Linked DNA regions of Pan troglodytes: region 1 is linked to region 2. The links are chromatin contacts, called in public HiChIP or PLAC-seq maps. All regions are on one chromosome and are shown on one strand. Each heading gives the region's core, a stretch centred on a gene start, on an enhancer-like site or on the middle of the called end of the contact. The rest is flanking DNA. Distances are from core to core; before and after follow the strand shown. Region 1 holds the start of SNRPE (small nuclear ribonucleoprotein polypeptide E). Region 2 holds the start of PLEKHA6 (pleckstrin homology domain containing A6).

What was found. HiChIP or PLAC-seq counts read pairs in DNA pulled down with a chosen protein or histone mark.
Region 1: an H3K4me3 HiChIP or PLAC-seq map of stem cell-derived excitatory neurons shows a contact between it and region 2, with 3 times the contacts expected there. The contact joins the promoter of SNRPE here to the promoter of PLEKHA6 in region 2. A contact is called at or near these places in 3 of 7 Hi-C or Micro-C datasets (induced pluripotent stem cells and stem cell-derived neural progenitor cells) and 1 of 1 datasets of contacts at active chromatin or transcription factors (stem cell-derived excitatory neurons).

What each region holds. Positions count from the first base shown.
Region 1 is chr1:45,227,869-45,231,442 of NHGRI_mPanTro3-v2.0_pri, forward strand. SNRPE (small nuclear ribonucleoprotein polypeptide E) reads right to left here and starts at 2,072. Exons shown (of 5, transcript XM_001158544.7): 1 at 1,926-2,072; 2 at 1,417-1,443. The coding sequence starts at 1,979.
Region 2 is chr1:44,710,990-44,714,578 of NHGRI_mPanTro3-v2.0_pri, forward strand. PLEKHA6 (pleckstrin homology domain containing A6) reads left to right here and starts at 1,546. Exons shown (of 27, transcript XR_010150977.1): 1 at 1,546-3,453.

The DNA.
Region 1 (3,574 bases), core at 822-3,321, 520 kb after region 2:
CGTTAAAAAAAGAAAAATAGGGCCGGGCGCGGTGGCTCACGCCTGTAATCCCAGCACTTTCGGAGGCCGAGGGAGGTGGATCACAAGGTCAAGAGACAGAGACCATCCTCGTTAACATGGTGAAACCCCATCTCTACTAAAAATACAAAAAAAATTAGCTGGGCGTGGTGGCGCACGCCTGTAGTCCCAGCTACTCGGGACGCTGAAGCAGGAGAATCGCTTGAACCCAGGAGGCAGAGGTTGCAGTGAGCTGAGATCGCGCCACTGCACTCCAGCCTGGGCACAGTGAGACTCCGTCTCAAAAAAAAAAAAGAAAAGAAAAACAGGCCAGGTGCCTCGATTCACACCGTTCCCATACTTTGGGATGCCAAAGCGGAATAATTCGCTTTATGGCCAGGTGTTCAATATAAGCCTGCGCAACATTAAGCAAGATCTCCCCGCCCCCCGCCCCCCCAAAAATTGAAGTATACAAAACCTAACCATTTTGGTCAAACGACAAGAGAAATATGGCTCCTAAAAAAATTGTAATGAATGTAAGTCAAAAGTTTTAACTATTTAGCCCATATCTAAGAATTATTCACCAATAATAATAACCTCAAAGAGAATTTTCATTTAATAAGTTCTATATTGGAACTGTATAAGCTAATAATTTTCCTGTGATTTTGGGACTCAATATTTCTTACTGCTTCTGGTCTCAATCTATTAAGAGTGAAAGTTTTTGACAGCATAGCACAAAGCAGTAATTTCTAATGACCAAGGGCTTATCTCCTGCAGCAAAATCCAGTTCCAAAACAAAGCTTTCTCATGTCACACACCTAACAACTAGGACAGGAGCCCTCAATTCAGGTGGTTAAAAATTATTATCACCTGAAATTAATGTTTTTCAGTTGTGTTATCACACTATAAAATTTAAGTTGCTAAAACTTCCCTCAAAGGAAAGCAGCTGCCACTAAACTCCTCTGAAGCTACCCCTTCTCTCTTCCTTTTTTCGTCTTTAAGTTTTCCCACAGGTATTAAACACACCACCTCTTGACATGGTTTAAGTTGGCTGGGTTTTTCTTCCAATGTTTCATCCTAAAGGGGAGAGGTTCCAATGTTCTAGCCATAATCACTACTAACAAAACTACTGATGCCCAAATACCATGGTCAAGTCTGCTAATAATACTTTTTGGAATTAAAAAGTATTTTTGATCTTGCAAAGTAATGGATACAATTCTTTGCATGTTGGGAAGTGGCATGGATACACACCACTTCATCACATTAGTGCTAAGTACTCCTTCCCCTCAATTACCCTCCAATCTCCAGTTACATCTATTTTTAAATTCTAGAACACAGCAATCGCTCAGGTTAACACAAAAAACTAAATCAGTTCACCTCTTATTTAAAAAGTAGTTACGAAACAAGCAACTTACGTACATTTTGTAAGTATCTGAAGATGAGGTTCTGCACCACAGTGGCTAAGGAAAAAATACAAAAGCAGCATAGACTCTGCTTCCTGAAACAACTGGACGACCCTATTCCCGTCTCACCTTTGTTTACTAAACGCGAGGTCTGGTGCTTACGCAAACAACAAGTGCCCAGCTGGGCATTCATTAGGGGTCTTCTAAAGACTAAAGAACATCCATTCCACTTTCATTCCCCTGGAGTTTCCCAAAACCGTTAACTCCCGTTTTCACTCCGCACCTAAAGTTCTCTTCCCTCCTTTTGCCGCGTCCATTCCTGCATTCCCCACGGCAGGGGTCCACCCAAGACCACCTCCCCACCATCACGGTTCAACTACCCGCGCTTTCTTCCAGTCTTGGTAGCCCCGGGGGCTCATGGGATGTGGATCCGTACTCCGCTATCCCAGGCCTGCTCTCAGCCTGCGCCTTCGCACCCCGTATTCTGACCCGAACCTCCTAGTCCTGACATCCCGCGTAGGATACGATGGGCTGCACCATAACCTTCTGCACTTTCTGGCCCTGGCCACGGTACGCCATGGTGGAATTTCACAAAGCGAACAACCGCACGCGGCCTCTGAGAGCAACTTCCGGAATAAAGAACCGGAAGCGGAAGTGTGAAGGTCACGCGGCGGCATGGGCGGCTCCTGGGAAATGCCCCTCTAGCCATGAAGTCACGTTTCTCCGCTGCATGGCCTCCGAGGGAGGCCAAACTGAGGCGGCTGCGCTGTGGAAGGTGGGCCGGTCCTACAGCGCCACTTGGAGGGAGGCGGGAGGAGGTGCCTTCGGTTGTATAGTGGCCGTGGTATGGGGAGTGCCGTCCTGTCTCCAATTTCTTTTCTTTTTTTTTTTTGAGGCGAAGTCTCGCTCTGTCGCCCAGGCTGGAGTGCAGTGGCGCGATTTCAGCTCACTGCAACCTCAGCCTCCAGGGTTCAAGCGATTCTCCTGCCTCAGCCTCCCGAGTAGCTGGGACTACAGGCGCTTGCCACCACGTCCGACTAATTTTTTGTGTTTTTAGTAGAGACGGGGTTTCACCATGTTGGCCAGGATGGTCTCGATCTCCTGACCTCATGATCCGCCCGCCTCGGCCTCCCAAAGTGCTGAGATTACAGGCGTGAGCCACCGCGCCCGGCCTGTATCTCCATTTTCTGAGTTAGCTTGAAAAGCCAAAATCGTCCCAGTGTGTATCTCTATGTGTAAAATGAGTTAATTTCGTGCCTTTCCTAAAGCCTATTTTGCTGGAGTTTAGGCTTGATAGCAGCGTTGTGGTGGAAAGGGTAGGGCGGCAAGGAGCCCAAACTTCAGGCCTCCCACCTCTGGCAGTCGGCCAGGGGCGGTCTGCATTCCAAAGCCAGATGCCTGGTTCCCTCCAGTTACGGATTCAACTCTCATCCATTTCGTGGAGAGTTACTGTTCAGGTGGCAACTGAGGGTGGCGATTTACCAGGAAGACGCTGAAATCCACATGCTGGGCGCAAATCCAGCTCTTTTAGAGTTGGGTGACCAAGGATAAATTACTCAGCCTCGCCATGTCTTGGCTTAGTTTCCAAAACGGAGATTATAGTAAAGATTAACTTTACTCAGGGGCTTGAAGATTCAATGAAATAATTGTCTATGTGTGCACACAGTTAGGCGTCAGCCAGTGTCAGAACATGTCCTTCCCTGGATAACACAGCTACTAAGTGGAGCAGCTGGAATTTGTTAGGTGTGCCTGACCCCAAAGTCCACCTACCTTTCCATTGTGTCATGGCTTGTGGCCTGGCAGAGATTTCATTTAATTGGCATACACATGTTATAGAGGAGGAAACTGAAGTTTAGACTTTTGAAAGGACTTGCCTAAGGGAACACGGATTAGGGCAAATGGCAGAATCAAAATTAGCTTTTCTGAGGGCTTCTGTTTAATGGGGATAATAGTAATAACGACTTCAGAAAGGGGTTGAGTTGAAAGTGATTTTTAAACTACACAAAGCGGCCAGGCTCACGCCTGTAATCCCAGCATTTTGGGAGGCCGAGGCAGGTGGATCAACTGAGGTCAGGAGTTCGAGACCAGCCTGGGCAACATGGTGAAACCTTGTCTCTACTAAAAATACAAAAATTAGCCATGCATGGTAGCACATGCCTGTAATCCCAGCTACT
Region 2 (3,589 bases), core at 296-2,795:
CATGTCTTTAGCTCTTTTGCTAAAATGTCGTTACTAGCAGTATCAATACTAATCATAACTGATAAACAAGAACTAGCATGCAAAAAGTCACTAGCGAGACTAGACCACAGTTAGGAAAATATTTTCGAACGTGATTTCTTATTTCAAATGAGTAATAAACATTTACAAATCTGAGCCACTGGCCTTTTCTCATCTAGGTAAATGTCCCCAGGAACCCCAGGCTAGATTAGACATTAAACAAGACAAAAATCTCGTGGAAAAATAGATCAAGAGGTGCTCAAAGAAGACAGTAGTGTAATACATGTTTTCAAATATATGTCATCTTGTCCCCTGTTTCCGCCCATGTTCAGCACAAGCAGCTGCCCCTACTGGTTGCTCAGGTTGGACTGGGAGTGCACTGATTGCTGGTATTTTCCCTTGAGGCATCTTGGCAGCAGCTCTGGCGGTTTATATTCTTGGCCATCTCAGGGGCTAGGCAGGTGGCTCTGTGCTTTGTCAGTGGCATGAGTCCTACAGGTGTTTCATATGGCTGGTGACAGGGGACTGCAGCCTGGCAGAGTCTGCTACCTTGATCTGCCAACTTTCTCCAATTCAGAAACGAAGGGGCACCTAGACCTTCATCTGTGCTTCCCAGGTGCAGCTCTGCTTCATTGTCAAATGAAGCTTTCTCTACTAGAAATTTGTAGGATCTGAGAAGAGAGAAAGAATTTGGACATCATGGGTTTCTGCGTGTCTTCTGCTTCTGGAGAATGGACTTAACTTAGATCTGGCAGCCAGGATGTTGGCAGAGTCAATTTCCAGTGTTGGAGTGCGAAGGATGTAATGAAAACAGCTCTGGCCTGAGACACTGGTGGGCAGATCCTTTTCAGCCACCACCTTTCTCAGTGACCTTGACCAGCCCCTTTCCCTTCTCTGTTCCTCACTTGCCATATTCAAAACAAGAGGATTGGACTAAATGTTCTCTGAGGCATCTCCTAGCTTTACCATCTATCAGATGTATACACTTTAAACCCTCCAGGTTGAGAATTTGGGATCTATGAGAAGGATCACAGGCTGTTTCTTTTCCCAGAAAGATCTCCCCACACGCACCCTGATGTTGCTGATGGTTATATTGAGAGTGCCTCTAAATAAAGTCCAAAAGTACAGGATTGTGGTTAGAGTTAAGAGTAGTTCTCAGTTATGACCATATCAAGCATTCATCAAATGTTAATTGGTCTGGGCACGGTGGCTCATGCCTGTTATCCCAGCACTTTGGGAAACTGAGGCGGGTGGATCAGATCACTTTAGGTCAGGAATTTGAGACCAGTCTGGCCAACATGGTGAAACTCCATCTCTACTGAAAATACAAAAAAAATTAGCCAGGCATGGTAGTGAGTGCCTGCAGCCCCAGCTACTCAGGAGGCTGAGGTGAGAGGATCACTTGAACTTGGGAGGTGGAGGTTGTAGTGAGCCGAGATCATGCCACTGCACTCCAGCCTGGGTGATAGAGCGAGACTCCATCTCAAAAAAAAAAAAAAAAAAAATTGTTAATTGGTGCCGCAGGCAGCTGCCAGGGCTGTAAAGATGGATAAGATGGAGTTCCTGCCCCAAGGAGCACACAGTCCAATGGAGGAGACAGATGACTAAATCAAGGATTGCATTACAGTGTGATAAGTGCTACTATAGGGTTATTCATCAGGTGCCATGACACATGGAGGATGGACATATAAATCTCTCCGGGGTAGTGTCAGGAATGGCTTCCTGGAGGAGGTGGCACATGGGTAGACACTGAAAGGATGAGTAGGAATTACCTATGTGGAATGGGGATCAAGTCTCCTGGAATGCTCACAAAACGTATGTTTGCCCAACAGATAATTGCCAGCTGTCATGGAACACATTGCTCCCTTTAAACACAGGTGTCTCTCTCATCGTCTAATTATTCTCCTGGGCCTGGCACATGGATTGGAACTGTATGTACCTAACTGGAGCCCCAGTGGCAGATCCGGAGTAAGCTGGGAAAGCCAAATGGACTTCAGCATTTTTTCTTTTTTGAGACAGGGTCTCGCTCTGTTGCCCAAGCTGGAGTATACTGGCAGGATCATAGCTCACCGCAGCCTCGACCTCCCAGGCTCAAAGTGATCCTCCTGACAGTGTTCTGAGTTGCTGGGACTACAGGCTCGTGCCACCAGATCCAGCTAATTAATTATTCTTATTATTTGTAGTGACAGGGTCTTGCTATGTTGCCTAAGCTGGCTAACTTTGATATAGACCCTGAGATAGCAGAACTGTGGGCTCCAGCAATACTGCTTTTGGTATGCCAGTATGAAATGCTTGCAGTCTGCATTCTGTACACATAACACATTCCCTTCTCTCTCCATTTTTCTTCCTTTTTCCTTTTCCATTTCTGGTGCAAGTTAGGGGGAATGGAATGGAGGGACATAAACGCTGTTGGTTTCTGAGTATTTCTAAGGTCTCCCTGTGATTCTACTTAGTCATGGCAGACTTCTTGGAGGAGGTGCTGGGAAAGAAAGGTAAGGACTAGCTCGACTAATCAGGCTGGCATCTGAGCTAGGAGAGGCTCCCCGGGCCCCTCGCTGCTCACAGCCCCGCCACGCTTCCGTGCCTTTGACCTTTGTTCCTCTCCTAACCTCCCACCAAGTAGAACCAGGTTTAATCACTTCCCTTTTTCCGTTCAGTGGCTGGACATGTCCACCAGGTTCCTGATTCAAAGCTCTTTTAGTCAAACTGGTTCTCTGCGCGGTGCGCCTGGATTGGGGGACTTGGCGCTGCCGGCGAGTTCTCGGGGCTGTAAATTACCTTCCGAGGCGGCGGCGCGGCTCCGCCCCCGGCCCCGCCGGTGGTTCAAGTGCAAGATCGGAGCTGGGAGCGGAGAGGCAACACCCCTGCTCGCACTGCAACCTGCTCCCTTCGGGGAGGGATCCTCCCCGCTCCAGCTTCTGCTCTCCGGGCTCCGCCAGGCTGGAGGGCAGCAGAGCCAGGAGGAACGGAGACCCAGCGCTGCCCGTTAACAGTCCCGGCAGGAGAGGCATCGTAATTACTCACCGCGCTAATTGCCCGTCATTAAAGTTCAGGAAACGGTCCGAAGAGGAGCTCCCGAGTCGACGAGGAGGCAGGTGGTGTCTGGGGCTCCCGGCCGGCCAGGGTTAAGCGCTTGCCTGCTCCCTGCCGCCCGGCTTGAGGCCAGCGCGTCTTCAGTGGGGAGGCCAGCCACTGCCAGGGACCCGGGAGCGACGCCGCCAGCCCGGCCGGACCCCCTCCCCCACCACGGCCTCTGGAAGGGGGCAGCAAGTGGGGGTTCCCGGGTACCAAGCCCCCTGCCCAGCCGGCGCCTGGGGGCGCAGAGAGCGAGAGGGGCTGCAGGGACACCGAGATGGCCGATGAGATTGACTGGCTGGACCTGCCCGGCCGGTGGGCCTACGGAGTTGACGGCGGTGGGAGAATCTTCTTCATCAAGTATGTTGGTCTCGCTCTTCTTTTTATTTCAATTTTTTCCATTAAGTTGCCCAACTTGAAAAGTGGCGGGGCTGGGGGCAGGCCAGAGAAGGTGGGTGAAGCGGTGGCTACAACGGCGGGCATGACTAATAAGTTT